Regions from separate parts of the Mus musculus genome. Here region 1 is linked to region 2. The links are chromatin contacts, called in public HiChIP or PLAC-seq maps. All regions are on one chromosome and are shown on one strand. Each heading gives the region's core, a stretch centred on a gene start, on an enhancer-like site or on the middle of the called end of the contact. The rest is flanking DNA. Distances are from core to core; before and after follow the strand shown. Region 1 overlaps Trp53bp2 (transformation related protein 53 binding protein 2). Region 2 overlaps Fbxo28 (F-box protein 28).

Evidence for each region. HiChIP or PLAC-seq counts read pairs in DNA pulled down with a chosen protein or histone mark.
Region 1: an H3K27ac HiChIP or PLAC-seq map of large pre-B cells shows a contact between it and region 2, with 3 times the contacts expected there. The contact joins two enhancer-like sites. A contact is called at or near these places in 2 of 484 Hi-C or Micro-C datasets (cortical neurons and nephron progenitors), 1 of 115 datasets of contacts at active chromatin or transcription factors (large pre-B cells) and 4 of 9 other capture datasets (adipose tissue, embryonic stem cells, liver and 1 more).

The regions. Positions count from the first base shown.
Region 1 is chr1:182,456,682-182,462,943 of GRCm38.p6, reverse strand. Trp53bp2 (transformation related protein 53 binding protein 2) reads right to left here. Exons shown (of 18, transcript NM_173378.2): 17 at 3,985-4,184; 18 at 508-1,257. The coding sequence ends at 1,216. Among named protein-coding and RNA genes, the nearest start is that of Trp53bp2, 51 kb to the right of the region's middle. Within about 2 kb of position 1,478, at least 85 of the 459 cell types and tissues checked have an H3K27ac peak or open chromatin away from gene starts, as enhancers often do.
Region 2 is chr1:182,324,641-182,331,235 of GRCm38.p6, reverse strand. Fbxo28 (F-box protein 28) reads left to right here. Exons shown (of 5, transcript NM_175127.2): 2 at 1,253-1,362; 3 at 4,844-4,982. Among named protein-coding and RNA genes, the nearest start is that of Fbxo28, 14 kb to the left of the region's middle. Within about 2 kb of position 5,200, at least 17 of the 459 cell types and tissues checked have an H3K27ac peak or open chromatin away from gene starts, as enhancers often do.

The DNA of each region.
Region 1 (6,262 bases), core at 229-2,728, 140 kb before region 2:
AGGACATTAAAGGACATTAAAATAGCCCAGCAGAAGTTGTAGGTCCAAGTAAGCTTTCTTTCACTATGGTCTCTATGACCTTTTTAAAAATTACTAAGTTAGGTGCTGGAGAGATGGCTCAGTGGTTAAGAGCACCAACTGCTCTATAGAAGACCAGAGTTCAGATCCCTTCACAGACATCAGGTAGTTCACCAACCATTTTAACCCCAGCTCCAAGGTATCCCACATTCACTTCCAGCCTCCATGAGGAAACAGGTACATAGCACACACACCCTCACCCCAGTCTCTTAAAAGCACAGTACTCTAGCCATTCAGCCTTGTAAACTGCAGAGATGCATATCTGTAATTAAGAACCACTTCTCAATCACACGACTGTCAGGAAGTTTTCCCACAGTGCCCGACTGTTGGATCAAGCAGTTCACTATTTCTCAGCTGTGCAGTAGGTAGCCCAATGGCTTATGCCCCATAACCAAAGCTGTGTATAACATTAAAAGGAAAACCAGGAAATAGCTTGGAGTCATAAAGTTTAATTTTATTACAATCATTTTTAAAACCAGCTATGATCTTGACAAATACAGGTAAATCTATAACAAATCTCTAATTTCCAAGATACAAAAAGACAATAAATATAGATTCAAATTCAATCTAAAAACAAGATTCTAAATCTACTTTAGATTAGGTAGTGTAGTTTAATTTCAGTATTTCAAATATACGCATAATTCTTAAATGCTACAATAACTCATACAATAGTTACTGCTCACTGACAAGCAGCTAACAGTTCTTCACTGATAACACACAAGTGTACAGCACCCGCCGGGGATCCCAAAGCCTGCTGGTGCTCAGGGGCAGTTGGAGATGGTGCCAGATGGCACAGGTCCTTTCTGGCAGGTCAGCGGAATGGGAACAGTGCCAAAATCACCCTACACAGGACAAGAAACTGATTTTCCCACAGTCCAGCAAATGGTCCCATTTCTTGACAAAGCCAGATGGCTGCCTCCTATGCTGCGCCGCCATGAGCATTCTGCCAGCCAGGGTGGTGCGGGCTCAGCAGCAATGCCTCTGCTCACGCCGAGTCCTTCGGTCCTTCATTTTCTTCCACGGCACATTCTTCATTGCTTCTGAGCTATACTGTCATTAAAGTAAGCCTTCTGATTTTTTTTTCCTGGATAATCATAGTATTTCTTCTAGCTCATTAATTCTTCATTAACTCAAGTTTCAGGCCAAGCTCCTTTGTCTTGGTTTAATTCTTGGGTATAGCTGCAAGAGAATTTTAAAAAAAGATTTACATGTGGCATATGTATGGAAGTTTTACAATATTTCAATAAGTACAGGAAGAGGGGCAAGGAAGCTGACACAGGAAACCAACTCGGGAAGGCACTGAGCTGTGGAAGCAGGAAGTGAATCTGCACTGATCACATCGAGGGCCCAGCAGCTGGAACAGCACCACAGAGCCGTGACACAGACTCCAGGCACGAACTCAACTTGCAGTTTGCTCAACCACACTGCAGCCCAGGGAAGCCAAACGCTGAAGACTACTTGTAAATTGCTGTGTGCTCCAGAATCTGGAAACCCATCATGACGGGCAAAAGTCGTTGTTTGTTTTTTTTTTTTAAGGCAGGGTCTTTCAAGGTAGCCCAGGTTAGCCTTACAATCCTCTTGCCTCACACTCCTAAGTACTGGAACCACATATGTAAGCCACACTTTTTCAACCTTATTTACAGGACATGGCACTGTGGGTGGAACCTGAGCCTATCAGGACAAATGCCTGAATCAGTGGACTTCGGAAGACATGAAATGCTTTGGGATTCTGCTGGCCTGTGCTTTCCCTAACAAGAGCGAGGGGAGGCTATGTGAGGGCTGCAGGGCTCTGTCTGGAGGCCCAGAGCAAGTCAAACTAGAATTTCACCATCAAGCTAAACAAACCCTCCCCTTCGTCTCCTAGGGACAAGAAAACAAAAGAGGTGGTGTGTTTATTTAAGAGTCAGTTTCAGCTGAGAAAAGACATTTGTCAAAGCCCTTTGCAGATTCCAGGCTGAGCCTGTCTAAATATTCCACATTGTGAAATTTCCTTTATTTTTTAATACTCAGAAGATACTAAAACATGACACATACAGCACACGTTTATAGAAGAGAGCACCAGGGAACTAGGAGTTCTAAGTTTAGGACTAAAATTACAACCTTTATCCCTGTCTGTTAATTTCAAAACCTTCTGAGAGCGCAACCCTGTCTCTGACTGACTGCTTCCCCCTCAGAATAATCCTCCATCTCATTAACCATTCTCTTCACTAGAAAATTCAACTTAATAGCAGTCTGTTGTACACCATAGGAATTAATAGTTAAAACCATACATACTAATTGAAAACTCGCTAACAGATTTTATTTCCATCACAGAATTAAAGGTCCGCTTTGTCAGGTTACACAGGTTACTAGCTTGACTGAGCCATTTTATAAATCAGCCATTATTGTAAACTCGGGTTAGGGTGGCAAGGAAGGAGCAGGCGGGATGTTCAGCAGCTGACGCTGCCTGCCAGGCGTCTTCAGTGGATCGCAATCTCAACTCCCAAAAATGTCTTCTGACTTCACACAATTACTGTGGCACATGAAAACTCTCCCCCCGCCCCCTCTGTTTTAAAAATGATTAAAAAGTCATGCTTCATACCACAAATATGTCCAATTAGTTAATAATTCCCAACAAATGAGGTAGGTCGGTGAGACATACCTGTAAACCTAGCACTTGGAAGGCAGGAGGGTTCAGTCTGAGGCTAGCCTCGGCTACATGGCCAAGCCCTGTCTCATCCCACTCACAGACATGGGGGAGGGGAGAAGAGGAACTCATCTGAGCAGCTCCTGAGAGATCAGAGCATTAGGAGGCTGGAGAGATGGCTCAGCAGTTATTTTACAATAAATGCTGCTCTCAGAAAACAGCAGTTAAGGTGCAGCAAATGCCTTTTAACAGACATGTGACAGACAAGCACAGGAAGGGGGTCACTGTCACAAGCCAGAATGCCAGGTCCCAGGGCCAGGCTCCTTGAAACACTCAAGCAGAAGAACCTTAGCAGAGAGAGCCCTGCTCCTGGTGTGATGCTGGGGACATCTCCCACAGGCTTCTAGCTAAAGCTATAGGACAGACCTTGTCTAACTGACGCTTGATAAAAACCTACCAATGTCTTATATGCACTGTCTGCACACCAAGCTCAGAGGCAGGCTTCTTCAGTCTGCACCAACACCTGCTTACACAGACCAGAAATGTTCTGAATGAACGGCGGCAATGTGGAAGCCAGGGCCCGTGACCTCCGTGACCCATGTGTCCATCACCGTCTCTCCTGCCCTTTAGCATGTTTCATGTTCCTCACCACCAGCAGATCCACAAGCACTCCAAGCCTGATCTCAATCCGCCTGCACTCTCTCTCTAATTCTCTCACTCACTCCGAGAGTCTTTGTTGTGTGCAGGCTGCAGACAGGAATATCCAAGCCCATGGAGGACCTTGTTTTTGATCTTCCTACTTCCATCTCCCAAGTGCTGGGAACATGGGCATGACCTACATGGCACCTGGGTTAAACCTATAAAAGAGCCTAAGGCACAAATTTGGAATATATTATCCTGAGCTTAAACTATTAATACACTCAAAGTATAATCAAGTGCACTGTAGATATACCTGTGAGTCTAAATTAAGGGCATCATAAATTTAAGCCTTGTGTTTTAAAAAAGATTTTATGTGTATGAGTGCTTTGTCAGCATGTATGTATGTATGTATGTATGCCATGTATGTGCAGTGAGCAGGCATTAGGTCCCCTAAAATTGGAGTTTCTAGACAATTGAGAACAGCCATGGAGACACCGGGAACTGAACCTGAGTCTTCTTCAAGAGCAGCAAGTGCTCCTAAGTGCTGAGCCCTGTATCACGTCTTATAACAAAGGCAGTAAACTGCACTGACTCTACACAGCAGTTCATATATGAAACACGTCAGCATTGGAGTGACTTACTCCTAGCAAGTTGCGTGGAACATATCCTTCCTTATCGTTAAGGCGCGCCCACCACCACTCGATCTCCTCTTCATCTTCTCTGCGGATGACGGTCATGCAATCTCCTTCTTTCATGAGCAGCTCATCGTCATGCTGCGGCTCGTAATCCCACAGTGCATAAATGACGCCTTTGTTCATTATGCCCATCTTCTCCTGAACGCCTACAAAAGACAGAAGAAAGACCACGTGGGCTTCGCCGCTCAGATTACACCACTCACAAGAACTTTAAACTCTGTGAAACCAACGGGGAAAGGATCCTCATTAGAATGTCAGAACTACAGCAGGAAGCATCCAAGAAGTAAACGTCCCAGCATGGGAGGGAACGGGAGACCAGCAGTGTTTATAGACCATAAATGATCCGTATCTAGGAGGCCAACAACAAACACCCCCTAGGCATCTCACAAAGCTTACCTTCCCCAGAGAGGAAGCATTCTGTTAGCCCAGCAGCTAAAAGAAAAACTGTTTGAATGTATGACACTTAAAAAAAGACTCTTGTCAACTTCTGGCCTACTTCTATACATAATGGCCACCCAATACACAGAGCAGACAAACTCAATTCCTAGTTATTAGAAGGAAAAATACAATATCATGTTAGAATGTAGAATATGGGGGGTTTATAAGATAGAAAAGTCTATATATGGTCACTCCAACAGAATTCTAGATGTTAAAAACTATAAACAGAGCATGAGAAAATCCCCAAAAGGCCGTTTTCCAGCAGTTATGTACTGACTGTGAGTTAGGGTCAACCTCCTTTTGCCCTAAAAGCGAAGGATAGCACAAGCCTAGAGAAATAGACAGCTGGCACCACAGAGGAAAGCAGATGTGGATACAACCATCACGTTTACAGAAAGCTAGTTATTTTTCATTTACCTATATGTCTTAAAAATACAGGAAAATACCTCCTTGGCGTTCAGACATATTTTTTCAACTCTGAGCAGCCAACAATTAGTTTATAACAATTAATAACCAGCAGGTACTGTACTTGCTCTGGGCAAACAAAACAAAACAAAGATCTGAAATTGTTCTTTTCCAAAAGAAAGTTCTGCCAAACTAAGGAGTCAGGTTCTGACCTTTTAAAATAACACACAAAAAAAACCCAGAACATGGAACAACAATATGAACTAACCATTATCCCCAGAGCTCGTGTCTCTAGCTGCATATGTATCAGAAGATGGCCTAGTCGGCCATCATTAGGAAGAGAGGCCCCTTGGTCTTGCAAACTTTGTATGCCTCAGTACAGGGGAACGCCAGGGCAAAGAAGTGGGAATAAGTGGGTAGGGGAGCAGGGCGGGGGAGGGCATAGGGGACTTTCGGATAGCATTTAAAATGTTAATGAAGAAAATATCTAATAAAAGAAATTACAAAAAACAAAAAAAAAACCAAAAAAAAAAAAAAAAAAAAACCAGAACAATAGCTGGAGGTGTCTCCCTCAGTGGGAGAAGGTCCAAGGTTCCTACCCAAACATCACAAACAAGACTGGACAACAAAACTTCACACAAATATAACTCCATAACATTTTAAAGCTTCATTGTGTTTTTGTTTGCAATGGGACTGGAAAGAAATCCTAGGTGCTATAAGATGCTCAAATTAACAATTCAAGTCACAGTTTTCAATGAAACTCCCATGAAGAATTGCAGGCAGGACTGTAGAGATTCTGAGTTGAGAGCACCACTGACTGCTCTTCCAGAGGAGCCAGGTTCAATTCCAAGCAGCCACATGGCAGCTGACAACACTCTAACCCCATCTCCAGGGTGTCCAGTGCCTCTTTTGACCTCTAGGGCATTGTCAACACTTGCTGCACAGACATACATAAAGGGTAGCCTTCTACGTGAACTGAATAAAATGGGAAGATAGATTTTACAAAGCAGTAATACTGTATCCGCGAGGTCACTTTCTTCTCCCTTAGATAAGCATCTGAGTCCATCACCAGTAATTAACCTTTATCCTGTACCATCAACCTTGACATCTCTGATACAATTATGAATCAAAAGACTATGACCAAATTTCCTTCATGTCTTTTTAAAAAAGAAGTCATCATATATAAATTAAATCCTTCATGTCTCTTTAAAAAGTCTATCACATATACATTTACAAATAAAGTTAATGTCAAAACACTCGATTGGTCTAAAGTTGAAAACAAACAAAACACAATCACAGGTCTCAATGACGACGCCTGCACAGCTTCAAGGGCTGGGTTCACTCAGTGGTAAAGACCTGCGACTTAGTATAAGGGCCTGGG
Region 2 (6,595 bases), core at 3,951-6,450:
AGTAATAACCAACTGACCTTGGGAGTGTGAATATGTGGTTGTTTAAAAAAATTATTCCATCTCAGAACTTAGCAATGTTGCAGAGTCTACAGAGACAAGAAATATCCTAAACTTTATAGTAGAGGGTTTTTAATAGTTATCTTTTCTTCTGCTAAACTCATTTCCTGTTCCAGACGCAGCCCTCTGAAATCTTTGACTACTCCACTTCACTTTCTCTTGACTATCTGCCATCAAAGATGAGAACTGAGTCCTGTTTCTATTTCACACTTTTTCTTCCTCACCTTTCACAAAAATACGCAGTGTTCATGTTGCAGTAATATGTTTATTGCAAATTCGGGTGCTGAATGTCTAAAGTATTCTGGAGAGCCACAGAGATTCCCAAAATGGGCTCTGTAAGACTGCAGGTAACACAGTCCTGTGGTTTTGGGTTTGGTTTTGTGTGTATGGGTGTTTGGTCTGCATGTATATGTGTGTATATCTCAGGGATTTCATTTTAACAAATACAGAGCAAGTATTTGTGCGTGGATGCTATAATGGACTAGCACAGATACAAAGAAGCACAAGCTAGGCAGCCTCTGCTAATTGCATGGCCGTGGTAGGCATTGTCTTTAATAGTGAACACTGCGTATTTTTGTGAAATGTGAGGAAGAAAAAGTATATTTTTGTGTGAAATAGAAGCAAAAAGGACTCAGTTCTCATCTTTGATGGCAGAGAGTCAAGAGAGAGTGAAGTGGAGTAGTCAAAGATTTCAGAGGGCTGCGTCTGGAACAGGAAATTAGTTTAGCAGAAGAAAAGATAACCATTAAAAACCCTCTACTATAAAGTTTAGGATAGTCTTTAATGAAAGCCTTGGACATCATGAGCCAAATCACTGGAAGAAATGAAAATTTTCATTCTGCTTAGATTTTTGAAATAAAAGTTTGAATTGTCCTGAGGTTGGTTGGTTGGCTTTTGATAAAAAGGAATGTTTTAAACTTAAAACTTTCAGGTGCATCATTTTACTGCTCTTCCATCCTCAGACAGGGTATTCACTATACACTTAAGTCGGTGGTACTGCTTGGCCCAAACATTAGTCAGTTCTTAGTGAGACTCCACAGTAATTGTATGCCACTGATGGCACTGGCAGGGACTCAGCTTAGACAGTGTTCTGGGAACAGGTACCAGCTCAGAAACCTTCCCACCCAAGTTCATCACTGATGATTCGGTTATTGGTTTTCTTTATCTTTCAATTCTGTCTCCCCTCTGCTTACAGGTTTGTAAGAGAATGGACCTGGTCTGTCAGAGAATGTTGAATCAGGGGTTTCTGAAAGTGGAGAGGTTCCATAACCTGTGTCAGAAGCAAGTTAAAGCACAGCTACCGAGGTATGTTCCAGGTGGCATCAGCCTTGAGTCACACTTGGGAGGGGGGGTGCAGCTTGTTTGGTGCTTTGGGTTTTGTTCTGTTGTTTTTTTCCCCACAGATTTTTCATATATACGTTTCAACTCTTTATAGCAAAGAACATCCCGTCACAATAAATGCTATCTCTTGTCATCTGTTCTTATTGCCATTTTGTTCAACATTTTATTGGTTGTTGTAGCCAGGGCAAGAAGCAAAAACTGAGAGGACCTAAGTGTCCCTCAGTGCCAGCATGATGTGTTCTTGGATACAGGTACACTGATAATATATTGTTAGAGGTTATAATGCACAAAGGTCAGCTAGAAGTACACTAGAAATGAATAATCTTCCCCGGGCAGTGGTGACCCACATAATGGGGAGGCTGAGCCAGACGAATTCTTGAGTTTGAGGCCAGCCTGGTCTACAGAGCAAGTTCCAGGACAGCCAAGGCTACACAGAGAAACCCTGTCTCAAGTTTTTAAAAAAGAGGGCTGGAGAGATGGCTCAGCAGTTAAGGACACTTGTTCTTAACTTGTCCAGCCTCAGCTGGATTTCTAACATTCAAAAGCAACTCCTCATTGTCTCTAAGGAATTCCACGCAGACGCACATGCAAGCAGAACATCCATAGACATAAATCCTTACAAGAGAAACAAGAGTCATAGGCCGGGGGTCGGGGTGTATGCACACCTTTAATCCCAGCACTTGGGAGGTAGAGGCAGTTGAATCTCTGAGTTAGAGGCCAGCCTGGTCTACATAGTGAGTTCCAGGATAGTCAGGATTCTGTACATAGACACTGTCTTGGGGAAAAAAAAGAAAAAGAAAAAGGTACACATCTATAACCTTTGCACTTGGTCTTATCATTTGGTGGAAGCAAAAGGCTCAGGAATTCAAGGCCAGCCTTAAGTAAGCAAATTTGAGGCCAGTCTGGGCTGCAAGAAACCCTGTCTCTAAAATAGAAAGAAAGGAGGTGTGGTGCGGGGGACTAGAGAGATGGCTTAGCAATTAAGAACATTGACTGCTCTTCCAAAGGATCTAGGCTCAATTTCTAACACAGTCATGGCAGCCCACAACTGTCTCAATTCTAGTTCTGGGGGATCTGATGCCCTCACAGACATATGCAGGCAGCATACCAATGCACATAAAATAAACATAAATAAATTATTTTAAAAAAAGAAAAGAAAGGGTTTCAAACAAAAATGAAAGAAAATAGGTGTGTATGTTTGTGGACTGGAAGATTTTATATTGTTAATGTAACAGTGTTCCTCAGGTCTGTCTGTAATACTATACAGTACTGAGCAAGTCTCACCTCTGTATATACATATATTTTAGAATTTGGACAGCTAATCTTAAAGGTATTGTGGAAATATAAGAGACCCAAAATAACTAACACAATTTTGAGTAGTAGTGTTGGAAGACAAATACTTCTGGATTTTAAAACATAGTACTAAGTTGTGGTGGTCAAAGCAGTAGGGTACGAGATCTAATGATAGGTCAGTGGGGTAAAATAGAGAGTCTGGAAATAAACCCTTGTATACTTATTTGGTTTTCAGTAAGGGTGACAAGACAGTTCAGTTGGGGATACAATGATGGTTTTTAAAGATTGGCCAGGCATGGTGATACTCAGCATTTTGGAGACAGAAGCAGGAGAAGCTCTCATGAGTTCAGAGCCAACCTGCCACGTGGTAAACTCTAGGACAGCCAAGATACACAAAGAGACCCTGTCTAAAAATAATAGTAATAGTAGTAGTAGTAGTAATAATAATAATGATAATTGCTTATAGATAAGGGCACTGATGACCTGAATTCTCTCCCTAAGAATCACATGATACAAAGAGAACTAACTGATTCCCACAGGTTGTCCTATGATCTTCATATGTATACACACACAGAGTAAATTTAAAAAAATAAAAATGGAGCTTGAGCAAAACTGTGTGCATATAAAGCTGGCCAGTACCAAACTGTAGAGAAAAGGGACTGTAGCTGACTGTACATGTTCTGAACCCTTAGAGAACATAATGTCACAAGCGTGGCTTGGGCGGCTCGGTACCATGGTACACACCTCTAATTTCAATACTCAAGAAACTGAGACAGGAGAATCAAGCTTGAAGCCTGGCTCCGCTACAAAGCAAGTTTGAAGCTAGCTTGAGCTGTGTGCTGAGACATGTCTCAGAAAGAAGAATGGAACCTGGAAAGGTGACTCAGCAGCTTAGAGCACTTGTTGCCCTGCTAGAACCTAGCAGCCACATGTAGCTCACAACCTTCTGTAACTCTAGTTCCAGGGGATCCAGCACTTCTTCTGACCTCTGTGGGTATCAGGCACCCGCATGGTGCACATAAATACGTGCATATAAAACATTCATACCCATAAAATTAAATGCTTTTGTAAAAGACAAGATGAACAAATAAAGATAGCCAAATTAAAAGTTAAACAGACATTACGTTAAAGCAATTTGCCCTAAGTATGTTTTCAAGAGAAATTAAAATGTGTATGCATACAAACACTTGAAAGCAAGAACTATTTATCCCTCAGTGGAACACTTGACTAGCATGTCCACCTGACATGGTCTCCAGCAGAGCCAAAACACACACTGCACAGATGTTCTTGGATCTTTATTCATAATCAAATGTAGGAAGGACCCAGATGTGTAAAGGGATGACGCCTGTGTATAAGGGGATGCTATTCAGCAGTGACAGGTCAATGCTAGAGCAGAGTGAACTGTGAGCTGTAGCAAGTATGAAAGCCAGGCACAAAGGGCTGCCCGGCACGGTCCTGTTTACTCCAGTGTTCAAAGTAAAGGCACTATAGAATACACAGAAGGACACAGGAGTTGCCAGATGGGCACCTGATGAGTCCAGGCTTCCTTTTCATGGTGATGAAGGTGTGCTGAGTTTAGAGAATGGTGATGGTTGTGCCCCTCTAAATACAGTCTGCTCTGCGTAACTGCATACTAAATAGGGTGTGACGTTGCTACAGTGTATGCACAGCGGCCTCCTAAATAAACATACTGACTTACTGGACCTAGCATAGCCAACAAAAGAAATCTAATGTTCCTGTGTGTGTGTGTCTGTGTGTGTGTGTGTCTGTGTGTGTGTGTGTCTGTGTGTGTGTGTCTGTGTGTGTGTGTGTCTGTGTGTGTGTGTGTCTGTGTGTGTGTGTCTGTGTGTGTGTGTCTGTGTGTGTGTGTGTGGGGGGGTTCAAACCTAGGGCCTCACAGACCCTGGGCAAGTGATCTACCACTGAGCTACACTGCCAGCTTTATCTGTGTCTTCAAAGTGATTTTCTTTTCTACAGATGTCTTGTTGGCAATGGTTCTTGTTAAAGAAACCTGAGCATTACAATTCTGACCTAGTTCCAAATGTCTCAATTAGCATGTTGAAGTTCATCTGTTTATGCTGCTCAGATTAGCTAACAGTTTACCCTTTACTACTGCTTTCATGGTTGCCAGTGACTTTTATTGTTATTTTAGGAGAGAGTCAGAAAGAAGAAACCATTCTTTAGCTCGTCATGCAGACATCCTTGCCGCTGTGGAAACGAGGTTGTCACTGTTGAATATGACCTTCATGAAGTATGTGGATTCCAACCTCTGTTGCTTCATCCCAGGAAAGGTAACCATTGCTGCAGACCCAGCAAGCTGGGCTGCCCAGGAGAGACCAAGTCTCACAAACATTTAAGCGGTGTTTGTGATGTCAGAATTACTTAACCTAAAGGACTTTTTATTGGTGGCTATGTTTAGCTTTTCTGTGCAGTTATTAATATGTATCATTCATGTGATCCCAACATTTAAAATTCTAATTATAGAATGCCAGAAGGAAGTGAAAGTCTTGGTAAGGGTTCATAGTTAAGAAAACATTTTGACCTTTACAGTCAAAATACCAGAATTAGTGCCCTGAGCAAGACATGCTGTGTTGCCTTCAAGATTGTTGCAGTCTGGGGGAAGGTAGGGTGGAGGGTATGCTGGGTTTGATTTTTGTTTGAGAAGTGTTTTGTAATGGTGAGCTTAGAAGTTTTCAAATTTGACCATGTATACTTGTTTTGTGGCGATACACCAGAGCTAAGGAGTCGTCCCCTTTACCGCACTAAGTGTGACACTTAGTAAGTAAGCAGATCCCTCTCCCCCGCCATACTACAACGACCTGAAACTGCTGGAAGCGTCCGTCCTCATTGTTGAATTAAGTGTAGATTCAAGTGACATAGAGAAGCAGTAGAAATGGATTTAAAGATCATTTTGCTTCTCGATAGACACTGGCAAAAGTGCTTTCAGTGCTTGGAACTTATTAATGCCTAATGAGGTTATTTCCATAAACACTTACAGAGGCAATACTGTGTGCATTCTCAATTTGCAATAACATCTTTCTTGGTGGCTTATAATTTTATTTCAAATCTTCCTTGTTATCTCTTTACTTCTTTTTATGACCTACAAATGCCTCTGTAAGCTACTGTAAGATAGCCTCAGGTTCAGATGAATACACCAGATCTTATCTTGTGTGCAGCCCTTAACTCTTTGCGTGCAGCCCAAGGTCCTTTGAGCCTGTGTGCTTGTCCTCCCCAGTAGACAGCCACTCAGGTCTCAGTTTTAGTAATAGAAGCATCTGAGACCCAGCTTCCAGTTTCCTCCCATCAGAGATCGTGCAGCCAGCTGTAACAGAGGGCTCTGTGGCTGCATTGGGTGCCTGCAAAGATGAGGCTTGTGTATGTGGTCTTTGCAATTGTTGCCAGCGTTGGTGTGGGTTCACATGGCTGAAGCAGATGTGTGCGGCCTGAGTGAGCAACTGCAGTGAAGTCCACTTGAGTTCCGCTCCTTTTGGAAACGACTTGTTGGCTCCTCAGTACCAAACCAGTAGGCACTAGTGAACACATCTTCAGGTCTGCAGATGCTCTGAGTCCTCAGCACTGCTAGGCAGCCCTCCTTGACTGGGCCTTCGTTTGTCCGCAGTAGAGCTCACCAGAGAGCGCCTTTCTGTGACCTTCACCTCAGAACATGGACTTCTTCTGTCCCCTCTCTTGCCATTGCTGGACTGTGCTGCGTTTAGGAAGCACACGCTCATTGTCAGAGCACCTTCATATGTGTTTCCTTCCTTGCTTCCCACAGCCACGAATGCTCATGGGCCATTCCTGTTCTGACTCATGGGCAAGAAACCAGAGGCCTAACCTGACTCCACCCGCTGCTTACTTCCAGCCTTCCTCACTACAGGCCCATTGCTGCACAAGGGGTTTTGCT